Linked DNA regions of Mus musculus: region 2 is linked to region 1. Evidence: chromatin contacts called from public promoter capture Hi-C data. All regions are on one chromosome and are shown on one strand. The core of a region is the stretch at or near the end of the contact, and the rest is flanking DNA. Distances in the headings are between cores, read along the strand shown. Region 1 holds the start of Plscr2 (phospholipid scramblase 2). Region 2 has its middle 65 kb from the start of 1700057G04Rik.

Region 1 (4,851 bases), core at 351-2,850:
GTAAGGAAAATAGATTTGGAGCAGACACACAGAGGAAAGAAAAGACCCTGGAAAAGCAGGAGGGGAAGGGGATGCCCAAGTTGAAAACCCACTTTTCTCAAGAGCTCGTTTTTGTTGTTTGGTTTTTTTTTTTTTCCCCTGAAGAGTCTTCCTCCCCTAGTTCAGGGCTTGTCATTTTAAAGATAGACAGGATGGTGGATCGGTCCACAACTGTTATATAAACATGGCCTGATCTGATCTGGTGAACTTGTCCAGAGAATCCATCAGCAGGGGTGAGGGGATGAGAGGCTAAGGAGAGGAGAAACCCTCTTTGAGGCCCTTGGTTTAGGCTGACTGGTTTTCACCTCTGATCAAGGGTGAGGAAGAAGCCTTTCATTATGTAGTCATGGCTCCCCCGCTCCCCCCCCCCCTTTGTCTGCCTATCAGGAGCTCTACTAGTCCCTCTCTAGAATTTTTATCTGTTGAGGAGTTTTTAAAAATTCTGTAGTCATTTTGTGGGGAGCAGTGAAGGGAGGCAGGAGAAACAGTCCAGCTTTGTGTGAAAGAAAAGCGAACTCAGGAAGTGAGGTGTCTGATGATTAACAAGTACACTTAAAGTTTAGACTTTACTGTGGTTGAGAGGTCACGAAAGCACTGAAAAGGGAGAGTCCAGAGTGCACCACACAGACAGGCTGAGCTGGGCCATGTGAGGAGAGGGGAGGGGAAGAGGAAGGCAGTAGAAGGGAGATAAGAGATGGTCTGCCAACTAAGGAGGGGATAGCCGGGGACAAGAGACTGGCCAAGAGGGTAAAGGATAGACCAAAAAACAAAACAAAACAACAACAACAAACCAAACAAACAAGGAAAACACCTAAAAAACAACAACCACAAACCAAACAAAAAGCAAGGCAAACCAAAAAAACATCCAGGTAACTTACATGATTGGATTTTATAGGGAAGAGCAGCCCAGCCTGTTGGCTGGAGGAGAATTTAGGGTACCAAACCAAATATGGCAGTCAGGCCCTGAAACGGGTAGGGAGTGAGGGATGCAGGGAGAACCAGGTAGCCAGCATTCAATTTCATATGTTAATGGAACTCAGCCCTTTGTCTCTGGTTTGAGACCTACTAAAGAGACTATTTCCAGCTTTTGTACTCAAGCTTGCATACTCTTCTCAATGACTAGAACATCTACAAGACATATATGTTAAAATTAGACTCTGCCTCCAGGTAGACAAAACACAAGCAGTCTTGTGGGTTTGGCTTGATATGACTAGCTGTTGCATCTGGAGAGCACTCTGGGTTGCCGTTCTGGTGCCATGAATATCGAGTGGCAGTATTTAATAAAGCCTCTTATTAAAACTTACCTGTGGTGGTGGTGAATCTCGGAGTGACCCCAGACCCATAACAGTCATAGGGAGACTCCGTCTCAAAGAGGCTCATTCACCTGAATGTGAACAACTGTCCCAAGATTGTGACAAAAATATAATAAGGAAAAATAATATTGGTGGTCCTACCGGCTCCTGCTGGTACTCAGTAGAAGAAGTTAGGCATTTGAGAACTATCGGGATATGCACTCTGACTCTCCTAACACAAAACAAAACAAAACAAAACAAGAAGGAAGGGAAAGCATTCCTGAGTCTCCTTTTGAATCAGTGCCAGCATTTGAAGAATGCAGTGGAGGTCAGAGTAAAGGGAATGCCAGTAAGTGTTCCTTTGGCGTTCCAGAACTGTGCACAGACCAGATATTCATTTCTACTGAGAGCCTCTGCCAGGAGCAGCTAACAATTCTCAAAGGACTTAGAACTCAGACAGGGTTTCAATTTGGTTGCGTATCTTTCCAGTCAGGAAAAGGAAATCTAAAGACTCAGGAAACAAAACCTAAACTGCCTCAAAGTCCAGGTGCTTTTTCTCCCTGACTTTAGTCTAGTGGAGTAGTGCAGCACCTATGCCTTTCTGAGAGGAGTCTGGAGAGCTGAGTCGCTGCTGGTGCTAGGATTCTAGGAATTCGCCTCACTTGGAGCTGCATGAGAAAGGTAAGCCAGATGCCCTCTAAAGAGATCCATGACCTTCACCGGACCCAGAACTTTTATAAGCCCTGCGAAGAGAAATCTGAGGGTGGAGATTTAAGCTGGAAGTTAGGAAAGGTGACCAAGAAGGTGACTGGGAAGGGGAGGTGGGCACACGGGCAAGGGAAGTACCTCTGCCTGGAGAGGTAAAATGTAGTTCAGTCAGGTTTGTCTGTGGGCAGGTAGGAGTTTCGGGTTATTTTCCTGTATCTTGTAACAAGCAGCCAGCCAGTTATTCACTTGTCCAGTGGATATTGCCTTTATGTGTTCTATTTCTTTCCATTTCAAGCCTCTTGGTTGTAAACAAAATTTCCTGTTTTATTAGGAGAAGGCTCTTAACTTATTGGAGGTCAGAGGCACCTCTTGTACTTTTGTAAAACAAACAAACAACCCCGTTAATTTTAGACACAAAGAGGCCGAAAGTACAGCGACTCCTCATGACTGAGTAATCAGACTTTGACAGCTGGCAGTTGGAACCAGTACCTGGGAGGTCTCACACATACGTTCAAGAGTAACTTGGCCCAGATAGCTCACCTCCAAGGGCCACTCTCAAAAGACAGTTATAGCTATAAACCATATTATTTAACAAGCAAGTGGAGTACCCGCATATCTATAGACAAAGCAGGAGCGTTAAGGCCAGTAATTGTTCTTATCGGTTTTAGTTAGACACACATTCCCTTTTAAGAGGGTGTTTTGAGAGTCTGCTTGCCTCTTTCTTGCAGCATATTTTATTAACCTTTTACGAATATCATTTCTGGTCTAGTGACTGCTATTACCTTATGCCTCTGCTTGTTATCCCCCTGGCCAGAGTCTATACCATTTGTACAGGGTGCTTTAAGCCAGGAGCTATGCCACTTATGATACCAAATGAGAAGATAATGGAGTTGCATATGCCATAAATAATACCTGGGAAGTAGTAGATGGCTCTTTTCTACTTATTTTTCTCCTACCTAGCATCCCATACCACATCCTGTCTGAAAAGATCACATGAGGCCCCAGTTCAACTTAATAATACCATTTCACAGTTAAGTGCAATCCTTAATCAAGGCCATCGAGGAGGGGGATTAGAGAAACATATCACAAAGCCTGCTAGCTATTGAAGGATAAGTATTAATTGGAACCCAAACTAGGCTTGGCATTTTATAGTACCAAGAGCTCAGAAAAGACAGAGCAGACTGTGTGTGCCCACACTGCCCACTCAGGCTGCCTGAGTGTGACCCTCTCTCAACTCCTTCACATCCGCAGACTCTGGACCAGTCTCCATGTATACTGTTTCAGCTACTCTTACAAATTACGCAACAAATTCTATTACGAATACAAGTTAAAGTCTAGTACAAGACCTAATAGGTTAAATTGATTTTACATCAATTAGTATAGGTTGTTAGAGTAGCTGCTGCTACCATAAAGGACTAGGTGACAGTTGGCTTTTATTATGTCAAATATTTAAATACTTAAATAAGAAATGTTTGTATAAATATGTGTGTGCATGCCCATTCTCTACAATTTATGATTAATATCACTCAGCTTGAATGTCTGGGTGTTAATTAAAATAAACAGTTTTTATTATTTATTTATTTATATTTAATTATTTAATGTTTGTTTATTATTCTAAATTTTGTTTTATTAAACACTTAAAATTGTTTCTTACCTTAGGAGAATTAACATGGCCAGGAGAACAGATCCAATTAAAAGGCTGTTCTGTCCTTCATAAGAAAGATGCCTTGATTGAAGTTGCTAAGAATCTCCCTAAAACTTGATGGATGTAGTTTGTTTTGTGTGTGTGTGTCTTCTGGTGAACTGAGCAAATAAGCACAAAGGATTTTAATCATTTTAGTTCGTGTGACTAGGGAGCTAAATGTTATCAATAGTTACTTTTACCTCATCGGTTTAGTATCTGTTATGTGGAGGAAAGCAGATGATCTGGAACAGTGAGGAAGGAAGCACAGGCTTGTCCAGGGAGGGTTCGCAGGGATAATGAAGTGACCAAATAAAGGCACTCGGCTCTTTTCTGCAGCCCTTTGTCAATAGGTGCTCCTCCTGACTCTCTTATGTTAAGACTCATAGTAAAGTAACAGGGTAGGAAGAAGGGAGCAGGAACGTGCATCAGTGAACATATTTTAGAATCTGTTCTGTGTAAAGAGTGGGCGGTTGCCACTTGGAAATGTAACCCTCATTTATTCCCATTAGGTGCATATAGGGCAGAGACCACCAACGACTTAAGATCCACCTGACACACAGCATTTCTTTTTTACATATTTCCAACTTCCCAGCATGCTCTTGGGTCCTAATTTGCATTAGATTTCTCAGTTAGTCAAGCCAAAAGATGAGATCTTCTTAAAACTAGACAAGAAATATTACCGTACATATGTATAGATCTACAGTACAAACGTTATAATCTTAATTCAACTGTTAACTCAACTGAAAATAAAAAATTAAAATTTGAAAATTTTAATATAAAATAAGGAAAACTTGCCTATATTCCTTATAGAAGTCATTGATGATTTGCCATTAGGTGTACTTTTCTGACAAAGAGGCAAAGTGAAAATAATGGTCAGTCATCTTTGAATTGTTGTTAACATTTGTTGGAAGTTTTCAGAACCTTCATTAGCCAAGCAGTATCAATGAAGAATGATGTCTTATTAAAAATTGGGGAAGATTAAAACTTTACACACAGGTTAAATATGTCGCATGTCACGATCAAAAGGGTTCCTACCCATTTCTACCTCTGGTTCACTGGACTCTTCACCCAAAGGCTTTTAGAAAATTGCTAACCATCATGGGCCAGCCACCAATTTCAGGTCTTTCT
Region 2 (4,401 bases), core at 1,560-4,059, 99 kb after region 1:
CATTTTATATGCTCACCATTTTCAGAGACTCAACGAGCCTGATCTCATTTGCCTTGTTAGTTTTGGTCTGGAGTGTGAAGGATGCAAAATCTTAAATAAGTATATAATTGTGATTCACAAAAGTTGGAAGAGAGGTAAACAATAGCCACAGGAATCCAATAGAGAGAAATAACAATAATAACTAATCATTTAAGGAGTCACAAGCATGGAGCTAAAGCCTAAACATGAGGTCCCACCACAGACCATCTGAGCCAGAAGATCCAGTAAAGAGTGTTGGCAATCTGCGTTAGATCAAGCTCACAAGCTATTCTGCTGCAAGTTTAAATTAAGTAGATCCTGGGTTAAACAATGACTTTGCCATGTAAGGGGGTACTTAAAGGAATGCTATAGCTCTATAGTATGGTCACAGGTATCTACGAAGTATACTGTTGATTACAAAAAGTAACTGATAAGTAAATCATATTCTAGCATGCATATTCATGATGTATACACATTTGCATATGCTTGGTATAGCTCTAGGTGTATGTGTGTGTGTGTGTGTAAGTGTGCACATGTGTTGGGAGGTAAATGAATGTGTTTATGTGCATGGGTATGCATATATGTATGTGCATTGTGTGTAAGTGTGAATGAGTGTGTGAGTATATATGAATGTCTATGTCTTTCTTTGTATGTTTGCATGTATGTGTATGAGAGTGTATATGTCCTGGATTTTAGCGTTAAACTCAACCCTTTAAAATATATGAATAAACAGGGTTTTGTTGGCATATTTGTTTTAGCTACTTTTCTGGGTTATTATATCTCTCACCCTTCAACCCTTATTTCACCCTCATCCCTTCCAGGTCCCCCAACACTAGGTAGGAGAGAAAGAAGGTTAGAGGGATAAGGGGACATAGATCTCTTTAGACTACTTCCTGCTAATTAATGCCCCTGAATTGGGTTCCTGGCAACTCCAATCCTCCTCTTCAGGATACCTCCAACTTCTTTTCTTCAATCCTCAATAACAGCAACCAGGAGCAGGGGGAGCAGCAGGTCCTCTCAGGGCTCTCACATTTAAACTCTCTCCAGCCTCCCCAGAATTAAACTATCTGCAGCTGGCAAAAATCATGCTCCCTTAGAGCCAATTATAGTTAATGGTTGTAGACAAACTGAAACAACCCAGATCCCACACCTTGGATTAAAACAAAAACATTCACATAAAATAATTGGGAATTTTAAAGATACCAAAATTCCCGCTACAGGTTTTTCAGGTAAGCATGTTTCTACAATTTGCATTTACAAATAGTTTCACTGTATATTTCTGTTTTCATTGTATAACATTGTTGGCGTATTTGCTGTTCATGCGTTTAGAACATATGCAATAATAACCTCTTTATCATTTCTAGAATTTAGGGTTTTTTCATGCTTACTTTAATAGAATGTATTGATTTTTTTTTTTTTTAGATAATTGGTTCTTGCTTCACTTATTTTCTACTTGTTGCTGTTCAGCACAAATTTTAGTGATTTCTTTCTACTCTATTATTTTTTCCTCTATAACTGTTTTCAGGGTATTATATTGAAATTTTATCATTGGATTTTAATCTTTTTCACTTCTCATAAAAAGAACTTAATGACATAGGTATACATTTTTATTTGATTACCTGTGCATTTAAAGAGCTCTGCTTTATTCCTTTGAAATACTAATTCTTCTTCAATTGATTTTTTTTCTATTTAAAAAGATACTTAATTTCAGGAGATGGTAACAAATGTTGTCAATGCCTTGAAAAGTAGAATTTCCTGTGCTGTCAGGAGTGTTGACCTCTCCATAGCCTTAGTTCTTGCATCACCTAGCATCTGCAGAAAATTTCCCTAGGTTGACTGCTGCTGGCTGCCAGAGGTTTTGTATCCCAGCACTGTTGTTCCTTAGGAGCTCCTAAAATTCACGGTGTCCTTGAAATTTCTTTCTGGCGGAAGAGCTCTGCTGCTACAGTACTACGTGGGTGAAAGTTTTACTCCAGTTACGGCTGTTAAGCCTGCCTCTCTGCAATCAAGATAATAAATCTCAGTGTAGTCAAAAACAGGAAAGACATTATAAAGAACCATGAGGTTGTCATAGGAAAGTATTATGAAGCTATAAAGACAAAGATAAGAAAGGGCACAGCATACCAGCAGAGGAGGAGCAGGGGGAGAGGAGAAGCAGGTAGCAGAGGGAGGAGGTGGGGAGAGAAGGAGTGATGAAGGGAAGAGAAGGAAGGGGAGAGGAGAGAGAAGAGACCATATTTTATTCTAAGTATTCCATAGACTGTGTTCAGTCATGTACCTAGGGGATCTTCAACCATGTGTCCAGGTAGGGAGAGTAATAGAAGCTAAACCTCATATATACAGGTAAACCTTATAAGCACAGACCAAGTACAGCTAGAATAGACATTAACACATAAGGAGTAGTTCATGGGATGGTTGAGGGCCAGGGCTACAAGGTTCTGTAGGGGCTCTCCAGGCCCAATGTAGTGCTAGGGAAAAACTCTAGTGAAAATTGTTTGACACAAACACAGTTTATCAGCCATGCTGCAGGGGCAGGAGGAACTGGGGGGAGATTCCTCCTTTTCACTGGCGTCTTTACGGTGCCCCCATAATGTATGACATACTTACATTAAAGGTTGTTTTCCTCTAGTCCCTTTTATATGGGTGTGACATCTTCTAGGCCTCGTACCCCACAGTGGAAGCTAAAGTCTAATTGTATGCCAGTCTCAGGAAGGGCTTGCCTATGGTGCAAAGATTTGTCGTCTTGTGTGCCAAGTGCACATTCATGTGGTTTAGTTAGCTTGTCGACCATTGGCAGCTGCTACCACACTCTCTCCAGCAACTCTGAATGCTGGCCTTTGTACTTAACACATTATCCAGTCTCTGTCTTCCCTCCCTTCCCCCACTCCTTCATCCCTTCACCCTCCCTCTTTTCCTCTCCCCCGGTTCTCACAGTGTACTATGCCCTTTGGCACCCCCCCCATTGGCTTCATAATACTTTCCTAGCATAACCACATGCTCTTGCACCTTTAACACATGTTTCCTATTTCAGCTTACATTTTATCTCTTGACTGACCAGACACTTACGTAACTGTTCAGAGAGGAAGAGGTCAGGCTATCTTTGAAAGTACAAGATTACGGTAGGCGAGTGGGCACTTTATAGCAGAAGCTCAGCATTTCCTTCCCCAGCAGCATCATAAAAATGACGGCTCCTGGTGACAGCAAACTGGAGGTCCTCCCATGGCATCATGAGTGGGAAGGACAATTAGCCAGACTACTGGGGGTGGATTTTAGAGTTTTGTCCCATTCTTTGTGTGTGTGTGTGGGGGGGGGGGAGGTTGAGACTCAGATTCTAATTGCCTTCTAAAGGCCAAGGCTCTAATAGCATTGGCTGTGGAACTATTATTGGCTTTGGATAGCAATTGTTAGATTGTTAAATTTTTGTGTTTTGAACATTTCGTGTGTGCTTATAATGTGTTTTAATCAAGAACCCCCTTTCTTTCCTCCACCCGGTCTCTTCCCTATGCCCCCCACTGCTATTCTCGCCCAATTTCATGTGTTCTTTTTTAAAACCTTAGTGTTGCGGGTATGTACATGGTTGTGGAGCCATCTACTGGACCATTGGAAGCGTCTAAAAGACAACCTTGAAAAAAGTGGACCTCCCCTCTCCCAGAAACTTCATTGCAACTAACTCTTCAGCCAGAGCTCGTGGGGGTGGGGTGGGGAGTGGGGTGGGGTGGGGCGGGACTTCATGACCTCCCCATTTACTCACGCTGTGATTTTTATTCTCACTCGAGGTTTTAGAATTGTTTTTTAATGGGCTTCATTCTATGCTTATGAGTATTTTGGCTGCCTGTATATATGTGTAAAATGTGTGTGTCTGGTGCCTTTGCAAATCAGAGGAGGGTATCAGATGCTCTGGAACTGAGTTACAGACGGTTGTGAGTCACCATGTTGACGCTGGGATTCCAGCCCTGGTTCTTTTAAAAGGCAACACATGTTCTTGGCTTCTGTGCTCTCTGCCTTCCTGCTCCCAGCATTTTTTTTAATACATAGGTGCTTTATCAGGAGTGCCTAAAATATGATAAAAAAATTTAAAGGAAGAATATGGTAGCAAAATATAAGACAAAAAATAAAACTAAAGTAGTCGGTGGAACAAGAATAGATATTAGACGAAAGAAGAGCATTTAAGCACAGTCATGACATTAGAGTTCTTATGGTAAACATTCTATTGAAACAAGAATTGAGAGCAATTTTAAATGAGCATGTCCCTAAGACCTCCTCACACTATGACAATAGATGTTGGAAGATGACAAGGTCATCAACGTAGTTAGAAATTTTATGACATCTTTAACTTTCATCAGATAAAAGAGCTAAAATAATCAAATTATAATATCACATGTT

What was found. Promoter capture Hi-C pulls out the DNA fragments that hold promoters and counts their contacts.
Region 2: a promoter capture Hi-C map of the HPC-7 cell line shows a contact between it and region 1. The contact joins the enhancer-like site here to the promoter of Plscr2 in region 1. A contact is called at or near these places in 11 of 39 promoter capture datasets (the 3T3-L1 cell line, 3T3-L1-derived adipocytes, the C10 cell line and 7 more), 2 of 15 datasets of contacts at CTCF or cohesin (CD8 T cells and the G1E-ER4 cell line), 20 of 484 Hi-C or Micro-C datasets (the 63-12 cell line, the AML12 cell line, the Ba/F3 cell line and 15 more), 7 of 115 datasets of contacts at active chromatin or transcription factors (CD8 T cells, the HPC-7 cell line, bone marrow-derived dendritic cells and 4 more) and 4 of 9 other capture datasets (adipose tissue, liver, macrophages and 1 more).

Annotation. Positions count from the first base shown.
Region 1 is chr9:92,274,002-92,278,852 of GRCm38.p6, forward strand. It overlaps Plscr2 (phospholipid scramblase 2), which reads left to right and starts at 1,601. Exons shown (of 8, transcript NM_008880.3): 1 at 1,601-2,012.
Region 2 is chr9:92,371,987-92,376,387 of GRCm38.p6, forward strand. No RefSeq gene overlaps it. Among named protein-coding and RNA genes, the nearest start is that of 1700057G04Rik, 65 kb to the left of the region's middle. Within about 2 kb of position 2,810, at least 88 of the 459 cell types and tissues checked have an H3K27ac peak or open chromatin away from gene starts, as enhancers often do. A contact at or near this core is called in the 63-12 cell line, the AML12 cell line, the Ba/F3 cell line and 11 more, where this site is marked.